Regions from separate parts of the Sus scrofa genome. Here region 2 is linked to region 1. The links are chromatin contacts, called in public HiChIP or PLAC-seq maps. All regions are on one chromosome and are shown on one strand. Each heading gives the region's core, a stretch centred on a gene start, on an enhancer-like site or on the middle of the called end of the contact. The rest is flanking DNA. Distances are from core to core; before and after follow the strand shown. Region 1 holds the start of CENPH (centromere protein H). Region 2 holds the start of SMN1 (survival of motor neuron 1, telomeric).

What was found. HiChIP or PLAC-seq counts read pairs in DNA pulled down with a chosen protein or histone mark.
Region 2: an H3K27ac HiChIP or PLAC-seq map of skeletal muscle shows a contact between it and region 1, with 4 times the contacts expected there. The contact joins the promoter of SMN1 here to the promoter of CENPH in region 1. A contact is called at or near these places in 1 of 5 promoter capture datasets (fetal skeletal muscle) and 1 of 2 datasets of contacts at active chromatin or transcription factors (skeletal muscle).

What each region holds. Positions count from the first base shown.
Region 1 is chr16:47,350,596-47,357,728 of Sscrofa11.1, reverse strand. CENPH (centromere protein H) reads right to left here and starts at 4,410. Exons shown (of 9, transcript XM_003483841.3): 1 at 4,191-4,410; 2 at 1,481-1,536. The coding sequence starts at 4,315. It also overlaps the pseudogene LOC102161570.
Region 2 is chr16:47,773,534-47,780,666 of Sscrofa11.1, reverse strand. It overlaps SMN1 (survival of motor neuron 1, telomeric), which reads left to right and starts at 3,349. Exons shown (of 8, transcript NM_001130735.1): 1 at 3,349-3,429. The coding sequence starts at 3,349.

The DNA.
Region 1 (7,133 bases), core at 3,161-5,660:
GGATGGAACCTGCTTCTGAGTGCTGCGGAGATGCCACAAAACTTGTTGCACCACAGTGGAAATGCCTTTATTTCCTTTGATATTCAAGTGTAGTTCATTTACAATGTTGTGTTAGTTGCTGGGGTACAGCAAAGTGATTCAGATACACACTTTTCAGGAAGGAAGCATTGTTGATATAATAAAAGGGACCTGGCTTTGGCGGCAAGACGGCCTAGTTCATACCCCAGTTCCCATGGTTACTAGCTATCGTAAGCAAAAAAGAGGCTGGAGGCCCTTTTAAATTTAGGTGTTTTTTTGTTTTGTTTTTTTTCTTCCATAAGATGACTTCAGAAATCCTGGAATATAGATGGAAAACGCACCGAAACTGCCTTTAGATCTATGGCATTAAAAAGATCTTGAACAAAGCCCCAAAATTATCAAAGTTCAAACATGGATTCGGGGAAGTGACTAAGATATCTGGTTTTCCACAATTTTTGATTCAACCTAGTGTACTATTTGGTTTTATTGATTTAAGCTGATTGCATAGAGAAAGTGTCACCAAAATGCATCTTTGTGACCCAAGGGCTTACAAATCAGGTGGAATTAGGTGGTTATTACTTTAGAAGGGCTAAACCCATCATTTTACTACTCTCTCAGTTTGTGAGATTCTTGGATTAATAACTTAAAAAGATAAATTAAAATTTTTCTGTGTTCAGAATTGAAAATTGTCACTTGAGGCTTTATCCTGATCTTCCTTATGCTCTCATGGCAATAATCCAGTGTTTCTCAAAGAGCACAGGTCTTGGATCACTTGCTTAACAATCATCTAATCTGCTAATTTATTTATTTATTTATTTATTTTTTTACTGCCCCATCCACTGCATATGGAAGTTTCCAGGCTAGGGGTCTAATCGGAGCTGTAGCCGCCAGCCTACCCTAGAGCCACAGCAACACCAGATCCGAGCCGTGTCTGTGACCTACACCACAGCTCACGACAATGCCAGATCCTTAACCCACTGAGCAAGGCCAGGGATTGACCCTGAAATCTCATGGTTCCTAGTCAAATTCATTAACCATTGAGCCACAATGGGAACTCTTGCATTTTGCCTTCTTACATAGCATGGTACTGCATTATGCTCCCCCTCCTGTTCCCTAAATACATACTTTTTTGTAAAATTGATTTTCTTTCTTTTTTTCTCATTTTTAGGGCCATACCCACAGCATATGGAAGTTCACAGGCTAGGGGTCCAGTCGGAGCTGCAGTTGCCAGCCTATGCCATAGTCATGGCCACGCCAGATCTGAGCCCTGTCTTCTGTGATGTACACCACAGGTCATGGCAACACCAGATCCTTAATCCACTGATGGAGGCCAGGGATCGAACTCGCATCCTCATGGATACTAGTCGAGTTTGTTACCACTGATCCACAACAAAAACTCTTTATTTTCTTTTTCTTGGAGTCATCAAACTTACAAAGTCTTATTGAAAATGAAAATACTTACTTGCATCAACCATTGATTTATATTCCAAAAGTTGTTGTTTTGTCTGTGTTCTTAGCCTGAAAACAGAGAAACAGAGTCAAAATACTATATGATAAATCAACTCATCATTTTCGGAAGCTGATGTAACAAAATGAGTATAAACAGCATTAAAGCAACTCAGGATCCAAGCCTCATTTGTGACCTACACCACAGCTCACAGCAATGCCAGATCCCTGACTCAAGGATCGAATCTGACTCCTTATGACTACGAGTCAGATTCGTTTCTGCTGAGCCACAACAGGAACTCCAAAGAGTTTAATATTTTAGGATTTTGTATTGCAAGTGGAAGGGAAGTTTTATTTTTTATTTGTTTCTTATAAGTATTGAGAAGACTTTTATACGAATGAATGTCTTTCTGGATCAGTGTGTAGCAGTACTCATCAGAATTTCCTGAAAAGAGTTTTCCTGTGGCAAAGTGGGTTAAGGGTCCAGCTTTGTCACTGTAACAGCTTGGGTTGCTGGCTGTGGCGAGGATTTGAACCCTGGCCCAGGAACTTCCACATGCCATGGGCAAGGAAGGCCAGAAAAAAAAAAAAAAAAAAAAAAAATTTCCTAAAAACAGAAAAACAAGGCAAGTTCATACACTTGGTCAGATGTCAAAGGAATGGGAGGTGGATAATTAGGGTAATTAGATTACCCTTAGAGTTCCTGCCACCTTTATACTATATGCTGTTTACCAATCAATGTGAGTGAGGTGGACTTTTGTGAGAGAATAGTGTTTGGTGACCAGGACCTCTTTTGGGCATTTCATCCTAAGCGGAATACACAACAGATAAGGCGACAGGGAAGGTAATACAAGGAAGCTACTCTTTGGAGCTCAGAACAGGTTAATGAAGCCCATGGGATCCTCTAGCTGTGGACAGTGCTAACGGGGTCCTCCGGAATTGACACTAGACTGTGGCAGCGTTTTCCTATAGGACTCCAAGAACTCTGCATAAAGATGCAATGGCCCATGGATAAATGAATGGGAACAGAGGAAAGAGCCCCCACCCTAAACTTCTTCCTTTCTTTGATAAACTGTAAAAGACTGTTGATAACTTAAATTCCCATCATTGTTGCCTATCCCTGCCCACAGGCCCCCAAACTCACTCTCAGAAGGTGGGTTAATGGCCTGAAGACTGGGATGAGACCTTGAGAGAATACAAAGTTCATCAATCACATGGGGATGGGTGACAGCATGCCTCCGCCTCTGAGAAGCTTCCGAAGGAGAGGACAGTGAATCTGGTAAATACAACTGCTGTTTGACAAAGAGACTCTTTACAGTAAGCCAATCAGGTCAATTCTGCTTGAACCTATAGAGCAGCTCCTGAGCAACAATATCCCCATAATCATGAGACAAAAGGTTGATATTGTGATTCTGAAAACCCAGATGCCGCCAAAGTGCCTTAATGATGCTGGCTTGCTCAGAAATGGAATAGTGACATGGTCCCCCTTGCAGGCAAACAATTCACCTAAGAACTTCCAAGAGTGAAGAGCAGGGGAAAGCTGGGGTTGGGGGAGACAGAATGCACAGAGAGGCCACAAGAAGGGGCATGGCCAACAGTCTCACCTGCACCCACCACTCCCTCATGTAAGACCTGGGCTATAAAACTCCATGTTGGGAGAGCCTGTTTTGCACTGGTAGGAGGCAACTTTTTTTTTTTTTTTTTTAATGGCCACACCCATGGTATATGGAAGTTCCCAGGACAGGGACTGAATCGCAGATGCGACGTACCACACATCCTTTAACCCACAACGGATGAGGCTGCAACCCAGGCCTCTGCAGCAACTAGGAGCCAGCAGTCAGATTCTTTTTTTTTTTTTTTTTTGCTTTTAGGGCCACACCAGTGGCTTATGGAGGTTCCCAGGCTAGGAGTCTAATTGGAGCTAAAGCTGCTGGCCTGCAAACTACACCACAGCTCACAGCAACACCGGATCCTTAACCCACTGAGCGAGGCCAGGGATCGAACCTGAAACCTCATAGTTCCTACTCGGATTTGTTTCCGCTGCACCAGCTGCACCACGACGGAAACTCTGGCAGTCTGATTCTTATCCCACTGCACCACAGCAGGAATTCGGATAAGAGGGAATTCTTAAAGTAAGGCTGTGAGGTCTGTTATCAGGCAGTCTTTCAAAGCAGTAGTAAAGCTGAAACACGGTTAGCAAAGCTTTTTTTTTTTTTTTTTTTTGGATCCCTGGTCCTTAACCCACTGCTGCATAAGGGAACTCCACAAAGCTTATTTTTTAAAAGCATTACTTGTTATGATTTAGAACAGAAGTCTGAATTTTTTTTTTCTGTAAAGGAAGAGACAGCAAATGTCTTAGGCTCATATGGTGTCTGGTCTAACTGCTCAACTCAGCCCTTTGCAGCAGGAAAGTTGTGTTCCAATAAAACTTTAAGAGGACTAAAATCTAATTTCTTCCTCTCAACCATTTAGACACATGAAAACTTTTCTTAGTTTGAGGGGCCAAAGAAAAACAGAGAGTAGGATAGATATGGCCCAGGGCCATAGTTTCCCATTGATAGAATATTTACGTCCCTTATCATCAAATCTAGCAACGAATTTCTTCACAACAAACGAAGCTTCCGGATTGAAAAGGGCCAAAGCTATAAAAGAATAGGGCGGGGCAACTTCCCTCAAGTTTATCTGGGCTTGGATGGGTTCCTGCCGAGCTAGCTAGAGGGAACAACCTGAGCAGTAGGGTCATGCGGTCCTCGGGACGCGCCGCATCGTTGCCGGCGACCTGCGGCGGCCTGCCTTCCCCCCCGGAGTCCGCGGGCTCAGCTGCGGCTTGCTTCTTGGACTGCATCTCCATCCTTGGGGCGAAGAACTACCACGGAAGACGAGTTAACACAGCCCTGCCAGGGGCCGCCTTTCTTCCCGCCACTTAATTGACGCCCGGAAGGGGCTGGACTGTCGTTGCGTCCCGCCCCCTTCCGCCCCTAGCCCCGCCCTTTCCACCCCAGTCTCTGGTTGCTATGGTTGCCGATGTCTCTTATTTTATTCTGGCTCTGTAGGTTAAACCTTTGACAGACAACTAGTAAAAGAAAAAGAAAAAAAAAGTGAAAGAACTTTAATTAAGCGTTAGCGCAATTCAGTGCTAGGCTAAGGGCTGTGCTGGGCTAAGGGGGCACTCGGCGGCATCTGGCAGCCGCGGTCTGGAGTGGAGAACTCCAACATAAGTGCTCTTGCAACACTGGCTCTGAGATAGCCAATTGGTTGTTCTTGTTTTTGTCTTTTTAGGGCCGAACTTGTGGCAAATGGAAGTTTCCAGGCTACGGGTTGAATTGGAGCTGAAGCTGCCAGCCTACACCACAGTCATGCCAGACCGCAGAGACACATCTTCAATCTACTCCACAGCTTGCAGCAACACCGGATCCTGAGCCAGACCAGGGATGGAACCCGCATCCTCATGGATACTAGTCGAGTTGTTAACCCGCTGAGCCACAACAGGAACTCTGGGATAGCCGTTTTTGACCCCTCTTAGTACTCCCCTTCCATCCCCAGCCTTGGATGATGGGTGTGTGGGCCAGACTAGGAGAGAGAAGCATCCGAGTAGAGATTTGTTTGTCCAGGCCCCTCATTTGGCAGAGAAACGAGTGGCCCAAGATCAAAGATACCCACTACCCTCTAGGAGTCAATGCAGACTTCCAATCTGAAATTCAGCTGTCAGTAAGATTCGAACTCGGTTACAGAGTTGGGTACCCCCAAGGGTCAATTTGGTGATGCAACAGATTTCAGTTGCCCTTTCCTAGCTGAGTAGTGACTGGGTAATGGAGAAAATGCAGAACGTATAAATGCCTGATTGGTTTGTAGTTTTTCAATGTGGTCAGTCATGTAAGGGACAGGGTTCTTGCAGCACAAGCACAATAGCTCAGACCTCTTTGAATGAGAGCACGGAGCATTCCCTTCTATAACTAGTTTCCCTTGAGTTATTCACAGAACACTCCCCTTTCTTCCTCTCTATTATCAAAATACAGGTCCTGATAAAAGATTCAAAAGCCACAGGAGGATGTAAAATGTGGCCACTACTCCCAAAACTCATGGAGGAGCATTTTGCTTCGTTTTTTCTTTCACACAAAAATGATCCTCTTCTTTCATCTAACTGCTTTATCCAGGATGTCCTCCCGATTTTCACATCAGTCCCACCCTTTTGGGCAACTGCTTATCAGTGACCAAATTTGGAGCAAGAGTATGCAGTGGTTCTCCAATCAGAATCATGGGAAGAACTAGTTAATACAGATTGCTATGTGCCTCTCCAAGCTACTGATTCTGATTTGCTTTTCTAACAAATTCCCAAGTGATGTTGCTGTTGCTGTTGGGGGATGACATTTTGAGAAACAATGTAACTGAAGGTTATAAAAATGAATTAAATATACCAGATGGAGGGGTTCCCGTCCTGGCTCAGTGGTTAACGAATCCAACTAGGAACCATACATGAGGTTGCGGTTCGATCCCTGGACTCGCTCAATGGGTTAAGGATCCGTCATTGCAGTGCGCTGTGGTGTAGGTTACAGACGTGGCTCGGATCCTGCGTTGCTGTGGGTGTGGTGTAGGCCAGCAGCTACAGCTCCGATTCAACCCCTAGCATGGGAACCTCCATATGCCCCAGGAGAGGCCCCAGAGAAGGCAAAAAGACAAAAGAAAAAAAAAGAAAAAAAGTCGTAGCATTCAGACAATGAGACACCTACATCGAATGTTTTCACTGACGTGTGGAATCTGAAAAAGGGACAGACTGAACTTTTTTGCAGAACAGATATTGACTCACAGACTTTGAAAAGCTTATGATCTCCAAAGGAGACAGTTTGGGGGGTGGAAGGATATGCTTAGGTTGTGGGATGGAAATCATATAAAATTGGATTGTGATGATCATTGTACAACTACAAATGTAATAAATTCATTGAGTAATTAAAAAAAGATGTCTGACCAAAAAAGAAACTTACTTAGAAAATAAGCAGTAAAATAAACTCCAGATAAAAAAGGACTATAAGGAGTTCCTGTTGTGATGCAGAGGAAATGAATCTGATTAGTATCCATGAGGATGCAGGTTCAATCCCTGGCATCACTTGGTGGGTTAAGGATCTGGAGTTGTGGTGAGCTGTGGTATAGGTTGCAGACGTGGCTTGAATCCTGCACTGCTGTGGCTGTGTTGTAGGTAGGCAGCTACAGCTCCAGTTTGACCCCTAGCCTGGGAACTTTCATATGCCACAGGTACATTCCTAAAACACAAAACACTACAAAAAAATTCCAGGAGTTCCTGTCGTGGTGCAGTGGTTAACGAATCCGACTAGGAACCATGAGGTTGCGGGTTCGGTCCCTGCCCTTGCTCAGTGGGTTAACGATCCGGCGTTGCCGTGAGCTGTGGTGTAGGTTGCAGACGCGGCTTGACTCCCGCGTTGCTGTGGCTCTGGTGTAGGCCAGCGGCTACAGCTCCAGACTAGACCCCTAGCCTGGGAACCTCCATATGCCGCAGAAGCGGCCCAAAGAAATAGCAAAAAAAAAAAAAAAAATTTCCAACTTAAGCAGAAATTGATGAAAAAGAGAACTTTAGAAACAAGCTGTCTCAGAGGAATAAGTTTATATAAAGGTTTTTTTTTAACTAAAAATATTTTAAGCTTTTAAATTAGACTAGA
Region 2 (7,133 bases), core at 2,100-4,599, 420 kb before region 1:
CTAGAGCTGCTATAACAAATTACCACAAACTTGATGGCTTGCAAAAACAGAAATTTGTTCTCTCACAGTTCTAGAAGCCAGAAGCTTAAAATTGAAGTGCAACCAGGGACATACTTCCTCTGAAGATTTGCAGGGGGGAATCCTAGCTTGCCTCCTCCAGCTTCTAGAAGCTTCAGTTATTACTTGGCTTGTGGCAGCATAACCTCTCTCTGCCTTTGTCTTCATGTCACCTTCTTTTCTCTTCTTCCTGTCTCCTCTATTTTTTATTTTTATTATTATTATTATTATTATTTAGGGCCGCTCCCTCAGCACTTGGAGATTCCCAGGCTAGGCGTCTAATCTGAGCTACAGCTACAGTCTAATCACAGCTACAGCAATGCTGGATCATTAACCCACTGAGTGAGGCCAGGGATCAAACCCGAAACCGCATGGTTCCTAGTTGGATTCGTTTCCACTGCACCATGACAGGAACTCGTCTCCTCTTTTCTAAGGACATTTGTCATTGGATTTAGGGCCCACTCTTAATTCAGGATCAATTAATCAATTAATCTCATGTCAAGATCAAAGGTGTCTCATTGACATATCATTTTGGGGGCCATCATTCAACCCAGTACAAGAGAGTTTTTTTAAAGACAAAAATAGAAAACTTGGTTGTAACTTGGTACTTCTTTTTGGTTGCACCCTCAGCATGCAGAAGTTCTGGAGCCAGGGATTGAACCCTCACTACAGTAGTGACAATGCTAGATCCTTAACTGACTGAGCCACTAGGGAACTCTGTAACTTGATACTTTCAGTAGCCATGGCTACAGGTCAGTATGTAGAAATCTAACCATGGTATGGGTGTACAGTAATTTTCCAGTCATCTCCTTATTCATGGACAATCAGGATATTTGTAGGCTTTTGTCGCTATGAAGAATTCTGTTACATCGTCATACTTACCCTTACGTACTGGTGCTTTTATTTCTATAAGACTAAATTCTTAAAGGTAGGATCCCCAGGGCAAAGGTATTGTTTGTAATAAAGTTATTTTCCAATAAGAAGTCAGTACTTCATATCCTCATGCCCTTGATAATATTAGATTTTTTTTTCTTTGGCCATGCCCAAAACATGTGGAAGTTCCTGGTCAGGGATCAAACCCATACCACAGCAACCCAAGTGACTGCAGTGACAACACCAGATCCTTAACCTGCTGCACCACAAGAGAACTCCACATTAGATATTATTATTATTTTGTCTTTTTAGGGCTGCCCCCGCAGCATATGGAGGTTCCCATGCTAAGGGTCTAATCGGAGCTGCAGCTGACGGCCTACAACACAGCCATAGCAACACCAGATCCACCTGCGTCTGCGACCTACACCACAGCTCATGGCAACGCCGATCCTTAACCCACTGAGCCAGGGATCCAACCTGAAACCTCATGGTTCCTAGTCGGATTTGTTTCCTCTTGTGCCACGCTGGGAACTCCCACATTAGATATTATTAATCTCTAGTAATTTTGCCAACTTGAGTGAGAAATGTTATCTTAGTTTTTAATTTGCAATTCCCTTACCATAGAGGTTGAGCATTTTTTCACATTTATTGGACATTTGGATTTTCTTTTTTTGTTAAATATCTATTTTCTCTGCTTTATGTTTTTTGTTTCTCTTAGTCTTCACATGTAGTTACCACTGCTGTGTATGTTTTTATAGATTTTTATAGAAATTGAGATTTTTAGTTAAGGAATTTACCCAAAGTCACCCAGCTAGAAAGTGGGAGGTTAAGGATATGAATCCAAACAGATTGAATGCAGAGCTTCCAGAGTTTAGACATAGTTTCATATTTATTGCCCCCCCCCTTTTTTTTCTTCTACGAGTAGCTTGTTTTCCTGTTTTTACCTCTATTTGACAAGCTTTTCTTTTCTTTTTTGGCTGCCCCGCAGCATATGGAGTTTCTGGGCCAGGGATCAGGTCCAAGATGCAGCTGTAATCTAAGGTGCACCTTTGGCAACACCAGACCCTTTTAACCCACTGTGATGGGCTGGGCATCAAACCTGTGTCCCGGTGCTGAAGAGACACCTCGGATCCCATTGTGCCATGGGAACTCTGACAAACCTTTTTTTTCCCTAAATGTAAAAGAATATTAGTTAAAAAAAAATCACTAAAATAGCCAAAGCAATCTATCCCTGGCCCAGGAACTTCCACATAATCCACCTTGACCCCTTGCCGCAGGTGCCAACAACAAAAAAAAGTTACTAGAGATTTGGGAGACGAAATAGTAATCTAAATGTTATGGTTGGAAAGTGCTTAAGGCATGTTAGATTAGATTCCAGGCAGCTGTGTAAACGCTGTGCCTGTACCCTCATCTTTCAAAGGGAATAAGAGCCCCTAATTCACAGCATTGTTGTGAAAAGAAAAAGTACATAAAACACACAAAAGCACTTTTAAACAGGTAGCTGTATTATTATTGGTTACCAATGGACTGATTTTTTTCTTCCTGCTAACTTACCCATACTTTCCTTTTTTTTTTGTCTTCGTAGGGCCCCATCCGCGGCACATGAGGGTTCCCAGGCTAGTGGTCCAACCATAGCTGTAGCTGCAGGCCTTCGCCACAGCCACAGAAACATGGGATCCCAGCCATGTCTGGGACCTACACCACAGCTCACAGAAATGACCCATCCTTACCCTTCTGAGCAAGGCCAGGGATGGAACCTGTGTCATCATGGATGCTAATCAGATTTGTTTCCGCTGAGCCACAACGGGAACTCCTTACCGGTATTTTCTAAATGACCTAGAAGAAATATTATTTACCTAAGAGAATGTGTTGTTTAAGACAATAAAACCCGGAGTTCCCTTTGTGGCGAACTGGAAACCAATCTGACTAGGAACCATGAGGTTGAGGGTTCGATCCCGGGCCTTACTCAGTGGGTTAAGGATCTCGCCTTGCCGTGAGCTGTGGTGTAGGTTGCAGACGCGGGTCGGATCCCGCGTTGCTGTTGCTTTGGTGTAGGCCGGCGGCTACAGCTCCGATTAGATCCCTAGCCTGGGAACCTCCATATGCCATGGGAGCGGGCCTAGAAATGGCAAAAAGACAAAAAATAATAAATAAAATAAAATACAAAAACCCTGGATGAATCACCCCACGAACAAACATAAAGGTGAAATCAAAAAATTGAGAAGATCCAGAGAAGAAACACCAAAGCGGCCCGCGATTGGAGCAGGCGGGGCCAGCGCTCCTAAAGCGCTGGTTGTTACTCTCTCCAGCCCGCGGTCTGCAAGCCGCCATGCTCTTCCGCTCCCAGAGGCCCGGTGGCGGAAGTCGTCACTCGCGGAGGGACTGAGCCCACGCCGCGCACCCAGCAGTAGGCGCGCCATGGCGATGGGCGGCGGTGGCGGCGGCAGCGGTGTTCCTGAGGCGGAGGACTCGGTGCTGTTCCGGCGCGGTGCAGGCCAGGTGAGGCTGCGGCCGGCGCTACCTCCGACCAGCGTCCCCTCCTCGCCCTCAGCTCCTTCTCCGGCCAGTCCGCTTACTGCCCAGGTCGTGGTGGGCATGTTTCTAAGACTTTACCCATTTGGGAGCCTCAACCTCAAATTCCTTCCTCTGGCAGTTAGGGCTCGTTAATGACTTTGAGCCAGTGCCACACCGCTACTTGCTTGTACCTTGGCTTGTCCATCCCTTTTTCTCACTGGAGGGTGTGCGGGGTCAGACCAGGGTGAAGCGGCGAAACCAGTTAGTCTGTTGAAATGATCCAGGTGTTAGCTGTGAATGACAAAGTACTTGGAGTCTAGATGTATTTTGAAATCACAGGCAACAGGTTTTGCTTATGGATTCGGTAATAAAGGTTTGAGAGAAGAAAGTCAAAGATAACTCCGAGATTTTTCTGAGCAGTTGAAAAGATGAAGTTGCCTTTTACCTAGATGGGGAAGACTGCAAGTAAGCAGGTTTATAAGGGCGAAGGTTAGAATTCATTCTTGGGTGAAATGTGATGGGGGCGAGTTCGAGAATCGGAGAGGAGAAATTTAAGGCAGCGTTTGTAAGCAGATATTTCAAGATTTATTCTAAGTACTGGAAGGTAGAAAATTTGACCAGTAGAGGGAGAAGGAAATGAGATAATGGGTATTCTTAATTGTGTTTGTGCTTGTTTTTAAAGTGGGAGAGATGTTTCAGCATGTTAGTGGGCTAATGGAGATCCAGTAAGGATGGGAAAATTGATGATGCAGGAGAGAGAAGAGAATGACTGAAGCAATGTTCTAGAGTAGGTAGGAGGGAATGGATTTGGCCTTTGTTATAAATATTGACAGTTCATGTGGTGATAGTTATATGAATACAAATTTGTGTGGATGGGCAGGAGATTGTGAAAATTCTGTTTTGATTGATGCTGTTCTCTCAGTAAAAGAAGTGAGGTTATTAGCTAGTAAAGACAGGGCAGGAAACAGGTGTTGGTGGTTAGAGAGGAGGAATGGTAGGAAATGTTGCTAGGCAACATTAAAGGCCTACTTCAAAATCCTAGTTGTCAGCTTAAAGGAGGCTAGACAGCATGATTGTGTTTTTCTCTAGCTAAATTCAAATTCAGGTGTGTGAGGGCAGACAGAATAAATGAATGTTTGAAGTTAATAGGGTTGTAATTTTACCATGTATGAAGTGAGGCAGGGGAGAGGGTACAGGGTGTTATCCTGATGATTGACCATGGAATTTAGCTGGCTAAGAAAGGAAATGAGGACATTAGGATGGTGAGAGAAAAAGTGAGAGAACCAATGTTTTACCAATTCCAGGGAAGTAGAATAATTGTCATCATCAGGCTACTAAAAGGAATGAGTTGCAGAGCCTGGAGGGTGGTGGTTGAAGAGTAGGATTCTTGCCGTTAACTTATGGAGAGGTTGTAGTTAATGGTTATAATAAAGAAGATAGAAATGAGTAGCTGAGACTGGGTGCTGTAAAAGATCATTGGAGTTCCCATCGTGGTTCAGTGGAAATAAATCTGACTGGTATCCATGAGGACATAGGTTTGATCCCTGGCCTTGCTCAGTGGGTTAAGGATCCAGTGTTGCTGTGAGCTGTGGTGTAGGTCACAGGCGAGGCTCGGATCTGGCGTTGCTGTGGCTGTGGTGTATGCCGGCAGCTGCAGTTCCCATTTGATCCCTAGCCCAGGAACTTCCATGAGCTTTGGGTGAGGCCCTAAAAAGACACCCCCCCCCAAAAAAAAGTTGTTGGTAGCAGAAATTTTAAAGACCTAACAAGGATATGGTACCGCAGAGATCATCTACATGGTTTTTTATTTTATTTTTTTTTATTTTTATTTTTTGCCCCCATACGACATATGGAGTTCCAGGGCTGGGGATCAGATCCAAGGCACATTTGTGACCTGTATTGCAGCTGGGTTAACACCAGATCTTTTAATCCACTGTGCTGGGCCTGGGATCAAACCTGCATCCTGGTGCTGCAGAGATGCCTCTGATCCCATTATGCCAGAGCAGGTTTTTAAGTTACCAAAAATTACAACAGGAGTAGTGTTGGAGAGAGTACTGGGATATTAAACCTCAAAGAATGAAAAGGAGCAACCCACGAGACTGTAGGTGATTACAATAAGGAGGACTGTGGACAGTGGAGTTTGGTGACAAGATTTTCAAACCTGAGAGTTTTTAGGAAGGAAGAATAATCTGGAAGTGGAAGTGAAAGTCAGGAAGATTCCCTCCCCACCTCTGGTGCAGTGATTTGAGGGATAGGGAGGAGAAAACATTTCATTTTGAGATAGCTGCAAGGAAAGAGGTGGGCTACTCTTAGTGACTGAGAAACATATTTAACGGTGGTCCTAATGATCTGTTCTGGTTACTGTTGTTATGTAACAAATCACCCAAAACTTACGTGGCTTGAAACAGTAATCTTTTTATTATCTCTTACAGTTCTGAGGATCAGGAATTTGCAAAGGCCTTTCTGGGCAGTTCTCTTTCAGACCTTTTGTGCATTTGCATCCACGCAGTAGTCAAATAGCTGGGGACTGAGCAGCTAGGGATTGAAAAGCCATTCCTTTTCTTCTTGTCTCAGCTTCTCTATGTGGTCCCAATATGTGGGATGGTTTGGATTTCCTACACGCCTTTGTAATCTTTCCCTTTTATTCATGCCTCCTCATGTCTTGTCCCCAGACAATTGCCTATCCGTTTTCTGTTACCATAGATGAGTCTGCATTTTGTAGAATTTTTACAAACGTGGAATCTTTTTGGCTGCTGCTATTGCTGCTGCTGCTTTTTTTTTTTTTTTTTTTTGGCCACGCATACAGAAGTTCCTGGGCCAGGGCTCAAACCCAAGCCACAGCAGTGACAGCTCGGAATCCTTAACTGCTAGGCCCCGGGGAGCTTCCTGTTTGGCTTCTTTTACCCAGCATAGTTATTTTGAGTTTCATCCACTTCATTGTATATATCAGTCATTCATTCCTTTTCATTGCTCTAGGATCCTGTTGCATGGATGGATATGCTTCAGTTTGTCCATTCACTTTTCATGAGCATTTGGGTTGTTTTCAGTTTGGGGCTGTTGGAGATAGAACTGCTGTAACTATAGTGTAGAAGAAGCCTTTGTATGGCCACATGCTTGCATCTCTCTTTGGCAAACACCAAGGTAATGGAATAGATTCATTTTAGTTCTTTAAGAAGCTGCTAAACTTCTTAAAAATGGTTATACCATTTTACATTTCAACTAGCAATATATGAAAGTTCCACTTGCTCCACATCTTTGCTAACACTTGGTATGGTCAGTCTTGTTAATTTTAAGACGTTCTCATAGATGTGTAGTGGCATCTTATCATTGTTGTAGGTTTTTTTTGTTTTTGTTTTTGTTTTTGTTTTGTCTTTTTAGGGCTGGACCCAAGGCATATGAAAGTTTCCAGGCTAGGGTCAAATTGGAGCTGCAGCTGCTGGCCTACACCATAGCCACAGCAATGCCAGATCCAAGCTGCGTCTGCAAGCTACACCACAGCTCACAGCAACTCAGGATCCTTAACCCACTGAGCAAGGCCAGGTATCAAACCTGAGTCTTCATGGATGCTAGTCAGATTCATTTCCACTGAGTCACAATGGGAACTCCTGTTGTGGTTTTAATTAGCATTTCCCTAATGACAGATGATGTTGATCATCATTTTATGTGCTTACTTGCCATCCATATATCTT